Linked DNA regions of Sus scrofa: region 1 is linked to region 2. The links are chromatin contacts, called in public HiChIP or PLAC-seq maps. All regions are on one chromosome and are shown on one strand. The core of a region is the stretch at or near the end of the contact, and the rest is flanking DNA. Distances in the headings are between cores, read along the strand shown. Region 1 holds the start of RTFDC1 (replication termination factor 2 domain containing 1). Region 2 holds the start of CASS4 (Cas scaffolding protein family member 4).

Region 1 (3,708 bases), core at 559-3,058, 50 kb after region 2:
CCTTAACCCACTGACCTACGCAGGAACTCCTCCAAATGTATATTTTTTTCCTTTGGTCTTTTTGGGGCCGAACCCTCATACGGAGGTTCCCAGGCTAGGGGTCGAATTGCAGCTGTAGCCACCAGCTTACACCACAGCCATAGCAACATGGGATCTGAGCCACATCTGCAACCTACGCCATAGCTCATGACAACGCCAGAACATTAACCCACCGAGTGAGGCCAGGGATTGAAACTGCATCCTCATGGGTACTAGTCAGAGTCACTTCTGCTGCCCCATGATGGGAACTCCTCCAGTTGTATTTAGAATGAGACTGTACTTTTGGTTTATCGAGGAATAAAACAAAGTCCCTGCAGAGTTTCCAGTTTTGTGATGGGCTTAAAAAACAAATCATAAGCCAATCAGAGACCAACTGATTAGAGGGCTTGTTTTCTTTTAAGTCCCATTAATTGCAGTAACAGATAACCCACTCTTATAACCCTTAAAGTTTTCATATCCACATATACTGTGTTTTCTGTTCCCAAGTGGCGAATAGTTTCAGCTTTTTTACATTTCACTTTGGTCATCATGGTAACATCCAATCATAAAGGGCTGCTTTACTGACAGAGGATAGGCTTTCCGCTAATATTTCCTTTTCTTTTTGTCTTTTTAGGGCCGCACCCATGGCATATGGAAGTTCCCAGGTTAGGGGTCTAATCCCAGGCTAGGGGTCTAATCACAGCCACAGCAACACCAGATCAGAGCCTCGTCTATGACCTACACCCCTACACCACAGCTCACAGCAACACCGGATCCTTAACCTACTGAGCTGCAGGGATTGAACCTGCAACCTCATGGTTCCTAATGGGATTCGTTTCCACTGAGCCAAGACGGAAACTCCTATTTCTAATAATTAAATGAACAAATGGAGAGATAGTCAAGGGCAGGGGAGCAGGCAATCATGAATTTTAACAGGGAGTTTGCAAGGGATTTATGTTCTCTTTATAGATGTAATACAGCCCTAGGAAAGGTGTGGTGCCATCAGTGTATGATTTATAAATCTGCGTCTGTTAGACTTGCTGTTTCTTTTTTAAATTTACTTTTTACTTTTAATTTATAATACGCCCCTTTTTTAATAAATAAAAACATCTTTTAGCCAGGGCTTCAGGATGCGGTGAATGAAATACATACACGCACAAACTGCGTGTACCTATACAATATACACGGCAGTGTCAGAAGTTTCAGACCGTAAGAGAATCTTACTCCTCCACAGCCTCATCCAACACCACTTTAAAGGATTTACCTGCTTAGGTCATACCTAAGGCTCAATAAAAAGATGCATTCTCTTTTGAACACACCAACGGTAACTGAAGGAACGATCCATTCATATTCATCAGTAATTGCAGTAATAAAATGCAGCCCTTCCTTGCTCTTACTCCCAGTCTGGGGATATCTGCCCACAGTCAGAGAGGCTAGGGTGCAACGGGGCCCAGGAGCGGCGGGTGACCCTGAGCCACCTCGACTAGTGCGGGCCCCTCACCCCCGGAGCGTGGGCGAGCGATTTGCGGGCCCCTCGCCCCCGGAGCGTGGGCGAGCGATTTGGCGGGTGCAGCAGAAATCCAGCGCCCATCGGAAAAAGGAAGGGAAGGGCGGCAGCGGCGGCGCGGGAGTGGGAGAACTCTTGACACCAGACACACTCACAAAGCCCTGCCGGCGCTTTGCAACAGCCCCAGCGGCTGGGCCACGCCCAATGCCTAAAGACGCTCTCCATGGCAACCGGGGCTTGGCAAAAGCCCCGCCCCGTCCCCCGCCCCGTCGCGACTAGCGGTTTGCGTCACGCGGCGCGCCGGAAGTGACGATTGCGCTCGCTAGGGACCCCGGAAGTGGCTGCTAGGGGGAATTACTGCGGACTCTGACTCTTGGCTTGCTATGGGTTGCGACGGAGGCACAATCCCCAAGAGGCACGAGCTGGTGAAGGGGCCGAAGAAGGTTGAGAAGGTCAGTGACAGGGGCCCAGTGGGGTCCGGGGGCTTCTGAGGCATGCAGAGCTCCCCGGGGAGAGAAGGGAGGTGGGAGGGGGAGCTAGAGGGGTTCTACCGTCAACGAAGCTCAATTATACCTTTCAAAACTCAAAATTAACCGCAGTATCAATAACGGACCTTTACTGAGCGTGTGGCATTCACCCGGCAGTACGCATAATGTGGCATTGCTCTTGTAACTCTTACAAGAGCCCTAGGGGTACATACTGTCATTAGTCTCTCTTTTCAGACCTGGAAATTGCGATCTAAGAGGAAAAGGTTGCAGAGCTAGTCAGTAGGAGAGCCAGGATTTGAAGTCTGTCTGCTGTCTGCTGCTGTTTTGTACACCCTAACTTCGTTTCCTCAGTAAAGTCTTCTCAAACCGCTCCCTGTGAGATCAGGGCCTCCTCTAAAAACTGTCTTACCCCCGTGTACACAGCGTTCCGGTCAATGAATGTTGATCTCAGACGATTGCAGAGGCTGCATCTCTTTCCCCTTTACAAGTAGCAGGGTTCCTGGTACAGTAAATATAGTGAATAAATGAATGAGTGGATAATCCCTAATTCTGAAAAGTGATTGAGCCAATTATAATTTATAGGGAAATTGAGTCAGTAACACGACCAAGATCACACAATTGGTAGGTAATAACAGGATTCCCATCCAGTTATTCAGGATTTCAGAGTTAGCACTAGTAATTGCTTTTTAATAATAGTAGGTGTGTAAAGCACCTAATACAAGTGACCAAGTGACTGACACACTGTGACTCCATTCAGCAGCCAAAGAGGATTTTTTTTTTTTTTTTTTTTTTTTTTTTTTTTTTTTTGCTTTTTAGGGCCGCATGTGCGGCCCATGGAAGTTCCCAGGCTAGGGGTTGAATCGGAGCTACAGCTGCCAGTCTATACCACAGCCATAGCAACAAAGGATCCCCGACCCACTGAACAAGGCCAGGGATCTGAAGCCACATCCTCATGGATACTGGCCAGATTAGTTTCCGCTGTGCCGAATTGGGAACTCCCTAGAGAAGTCTTTTTTAAAAATAAATTACGTGTATCACTATTGTGTTTAAATCACTCAAGTGGCTTCTCATTGTATTCACGGTAAAATTCTCACAGACCTTGTGTGATCAGACCCTCTGCCTCTCTTTATATCTTATCTAATGCCCCTTTCCCACCCTTTCTCTTCCAGCTATATAGGCCTTGTTCCTCAACCCGGAGTATAATTTCCTCAACCTGTGTTCTTCACTGAGATACTCATATCACTTGGGTTTTTGTTTTTTGGGTTTTTTTGTTTGTTTGTTTTTAAATGCTTCAAGTCTTTACACAAATGTCATCTCATCCCGGTCCACTGTAGCCAAAATACATCTCATTTCTAATCACTCTGCCTTTTTCTGCTGCTTTTCTTTTTAAATTTTTTTTGGCCGCACTTGTGTCATCCAGAAGTTCCTACGCCAGGGATCAAACCCACACCACACCACAGCAGCCACTGGAGCCACAGCAGTGACAATGCTGGATCCTTTAGCCAAAGTGTGGCTCTTGATGTGGGGAATGAATAGGACAATAGCTACGACAGTGTGGTGGGGGTTTGTTTGTTTTTATTTTAAATAATAGAGGGGAGGGACAAATTAGGAGATAATTAGGGACAAATTGACAGATACGAGGTACTATACATAAGATAGGTGGGCAGCAAGGACTTAGTGTATAGCAAGGCAATT
Region 2 (4,245 bases), core at 493-2,992:
CCCACATCATGGATACTAGTTGGGTTCGTCAACCGCTGAGCCATGATGGGAACTCCCTAAAGCTGTTATTTTTTTAAATTCAATCCCCACAGTACAGTACAATGAATCCCCATGGACCCATCACTCAGACTCCCCAATTTTCGACCCATGCCCAAAATTGTTCTACCTATGTACCTCTATCCTCTTCCACCTTGAATTATTTTAAAGTGAATCTCAGATTTTGCCTGTAAATATTCAGTATACATCTCTTAGAAATAAGGACTTTTAAAAACACGATCCTAACATCATTACATCTCAAAGCATGTATGGAAACATCGAACTTTGGTTTAGTAGATGCCAACTATGGAAACCTGAACTTGAGCCTTGCCTCGACAGCGCTTGCGTCTTCCTCATCTGAGGTGCTACGTGGCCCGTGGCCGCCGACACTGAGAAGCTGGTAGAGCCAGGAGAAAGCAGGAGCAAAGAGGTGCACCCAAGAGAAACGTCCAGATTCACAGATCACCTGCCATTTTGCCGTGGCCTTTGCCTCATAAATAATCACCACTGGTTATAGGCATTGCAGTAGTACTGTTGTAATGATTTGTCTCATCTGTAAAGACTTAACAGGATACAATACTCCTAGTCTCAGCCTATGTTGAGCTGCCCTGCTTCTCACACCTCTCCTAACTCGCGAAGCCTTCCGTAAGTAACCCCTCCTCCCGTCTCTCTCCGCATCTCTGGCTGTCCACCTTGCCCTTGTTGCCAAATCAGTTTGTGATCATTCTGTGGCATCCTTGTGGCTCCCATTATCTTGCCTCTGCATGTCAATTACATGAGCCCAGACATTGACTTCCAACAATAATGGGAATTTAAAATCAGTCTGCTATTTCCATCCCTAAATCCTTCCTGGTGCCCAGACTTGCGGGGACCAAGCCAGGGACAACCAGCAGGCAAGACAGTACATGTCGTCATTGCAGGAAGGGAGATATGGGAGAGACAGCTTGTTACAGATGGAGGTTGAGCCAGGCTCAGAAAGATGGGTACCAGTTTGTTACATGAAATAAAAATGCAGACGTGCCTAGAGGACCCTGTAGGTCGTCGCTGGGTGTTTGGTGTGAGTGCAGAGAACGTGGAAAGAGCAGGTCCTGCTCATCTGCAGGAGCTAGTGCTGTGGTTTCGAGTACAGGCGGTGGGTGGCTTGATGAGTTGGATAATGTGATGATCCATGTTCAGCGTAGCGCTGGTGCGGAGCAAAGACCCGGGGTTTGCGTGGGGGACAGCAGTGGGGGACAGCGCAGGGGCGGTGGCGGAGGGGGACGGAGTGTGATCCTGATCCTGATGGGGAAAAATGCGGGACAACGTCTCCTGGGCAACCCCTGACTTGTTTTCTCTGGCTGTCGCGGGGCAAGTTCTAGGGAGCAGGAAAGAAGCAGCACGGACCCGTCATCAGAAATATGGCCCGGCAGCCTCTACCCAAGAAAATGAGCTGGGTCTGCCTGGTGGGGGTTGTTCCACGACATTCACCAGAGGAGGATGCCCTGCCTTCACACACTCAGCTTCAAAGAAGGAACTTCACCCTATAAAGCAGAAGACTTGTTTTTTTTTTTTTTCTTTTGCGGTTTCTGGTAGCAAATGTGTGACCGTCTCTGCTTATAGACGTCAGGCAATGAGGAGTGAGTGTGGCTTGGATCCCAGCTCTCCCCTCCTTCACCCCTTTCCTTCTCTTCTAGTCCTTTCCAGAAAGTTCGCCAGCTGGGAGAATCATTCTGACAGTTTCCTGTGCTGTCAGATAGCTCCATAGAACTCCGTTTCTGAGAACCAGCCAGAGGCATGCAGTGACATTGCGCAACCGCCTCTAAGCGGAGCTTATCACCCGTGGGGCTCCAAGGCGCGGCTCACACCAGCAGCATGAAAGGAGCAGGCGGCCCAGACGGAGCGCCCAAGGTGAGTGGCAGGGCCGTTGGAACCACCTGCGTTGGTTAAGGGCCGTGGCCCGTTGCCGTGCTGAGATTCCGACGAGGTCAGGAGCATACCGGTTGCATGTGAGTTCGAGAGGGGAGAGGTTCCTGCATGTTTAAGTGCAGAAGATAAATGGGCTTTAAAGCTCTTACCCATTTTGACTCAGAGGTGGATGGAAATGACTTTCTAGCAAAAACCAGCTTAGGGGGTTGATCGCACAACCAAGCCATTCCTCTGTGTCTGTTCATCGGCTGACAAACTCAAACGGGAGCTGGACCCGGGTCTCTGCCCCAGCCCTGAGGCCACAGGGGGCCTCCTCAAGCTGTTTGCACCTCAACTTCTGTGTTCACATGTTTGCGGGCTGCTAAACAAACTGCCTGGACATAGGGACAAGGAGGTCAAGGTTATTTTGCTACATCTTTTTAAATTTTTAAGTAGAACTGGAAAAAGAACTGAAAACAGTTATGAAATGGGGAGTCTGTTTATATGAATTAAATGTGTTATTTATTATTCCAACAATCATAACAGGAGCCACTGGTGGAATGTATGGCTGAACAACGCACGACAGTCTCTCTTAGGTAGATGGTGTGTAAATAGTGTAACGACCCTTGAATTCTCTACCCAGCTATTTTCTTTGAAAACTTTTAAACCATTGGGAAAATGGGGAAAAAGTGAATTCCATCAACCTGCGCATGTCTTTTACCGACATTGACCGATCCCTGGCATTTTGTCACATTCGTGTGTATCTATTTGTGTATATTTAGACATAGGCTACATTCGCATTTTCCAAAAATCCAAAAATATCCTCTTTCGCTTTGGGGGCAGTTTTTACTTCGTGATGTGTTTGTCTGTGGTTTGTTTGCGGTTCCAGCCCGGAATTCACTCCAGGGCCGCACATATCGTGTGCTGGGTCTCTGTCACCCCTGGTCTAGAACAGCCGCTCCTTCTGCTTTTCCTTCATGACGCTGACCTTCTCTATGCCCATCCAGTTTTTAATTTAACTTTCGTTTTGAGTTGGAGTCTAGTGGATGTACATGTGTTTCAAGTGCACAGCAGAGGGGATCAGTTACAGTTCTTTTTGTGATTCGGATTTCTTTTTATGTATGTGCCGTTTATGCTCCCTCATTTCGGTAGCATTTGACCATGTTCAATTAACCTGTATATATAGATGCGTGTAACCTGTATCTGACATTCGCGGCAGCACCCCTGAAAGTCAATCATCAATAGTGTGCAGATAATTCCCGCCAACCCTTACTGACTGTCCATCTGCCAGGCCCTGTGTTGTGTGGGCCATTTGCATTTTCTCATTTCTCTGGATGTCTCCCTGAGCAGATGTGCTACTCGGAGCCCCACTTTATAGATGAGGAAAGCAGATCTCGTGGGTCATTCGCTAGCGAGTGGAAGGCCAGGGGTTACACCCAGGCAGACTGCCCAGGGCCCCAGCTCTAAACCACTCAGTCCATGCTGACCCTTAGGTCAGCAGTCAGCATCTTTTCATCAAGAGCTAGACAGGATTTTAAGCTTTGTGACCCAGCTATAATCTCTGGTGCATATTTTTTGTTTTCATAGTCTTTTAAAATATAAAATCTTTCCTCACTCTAGGAGGGGTCATGCGGGTTGGGTCCGCAGGCCATAGTGTGGCAACCTCGACCTAGGCAGTGATGTCCCAGCTCCCACTGATGCCCTGCCCAGTAAGGGCAGCAGCAGGCCAGGAAACCAAGTCTTCACCCCAAGTCCAGGGGCAGCCAGGTCCCGATTTCTTGGGCATCCCTGCGGAACTGCCAGCACACATAGAAGATACTATGCGTTTTTTAAAGGTTTTACGGGAATAGGGGCAGTAGCTGAACAGGCTGAGCTTCTTGTCTTGCACAATGAGCAGGACGGATTGGAGCTCCATCCGTTTTAGCAACATTGATTGACCGCTTTGTCTTCAATGCTTTTGATTAAATGGTAACACAGGCTTAAGGGGCTCATACCATGTGCGTGGCTCTCAGCTTTCATGCATTTGACTTGAAAGCAACCCCGACTTTCATTCAGGGGCACCCAGACGCCTTTCGTGCCCCAGGGTCAGCCTGTGTACAGGCATGAACAGCAGCCGCCCTCCCAGGCTGTGCCCCACGGTTGCTGCTTGACAACCAACCAAGGGCTCCTTGTCTGTAGAATTTCATCTTTGTGCACAGCAGGGTCTGTGTCATTGCCTGACTTTGTGTTAGGTTTTCCCTAAGCGTCTGATAAAATGAATAGAAAACTCTTCTAAACCACGATGATTTTAGAGCTAAGAAATGGCCTCAGACAGTGCAGCTCAAC

Evidence for each region. HiChIP or PLAC-seq counts read pairs in DNA pulled down with a chosen protein or histone mark.
Region 1: an H3K27ac HiChIP or PLAC-seq map of alveolar macrophages shows a contact between it and region 2. The contact joins the promoter of RTFDC1 here to the promoter of CASS4 in region 2. A contact is called at or near these places in 1 of 5 promoter capture datasets (liver), 14 of 47 Hi-C or Micro-C datasets (alveolar macrophages, blood, brain and 5 more) and 2 of 2 datasets of contacts at active chromatin or transcription factors (alveolar macrophages and skeletal muscle).

The regions. Positions count from the first base shown.
Region 1 is chr17:57,039,159-57,042,866 of Sscrofa11.1, forward strand. RTFDC1 (replication termination factor 2 domain containing 1) reads left to right here and starts at 1,809. Exons shown (of 9, transcript NM_001110432.1): 1 at 1,809-1,977. The coding sequence starts at 1,909.
Region 2 is chr17:56,989,471-56,993,715 of Sscrofa11.1, forward strand. It overlaps CASS4 (Cas scaffolding protein family member 4), which reads left to right and starts at 1,743. Exons shown (of 6, transcript NM_001110431.2): 1 at 1,743-1,923. The coding sequence starts at 1,888.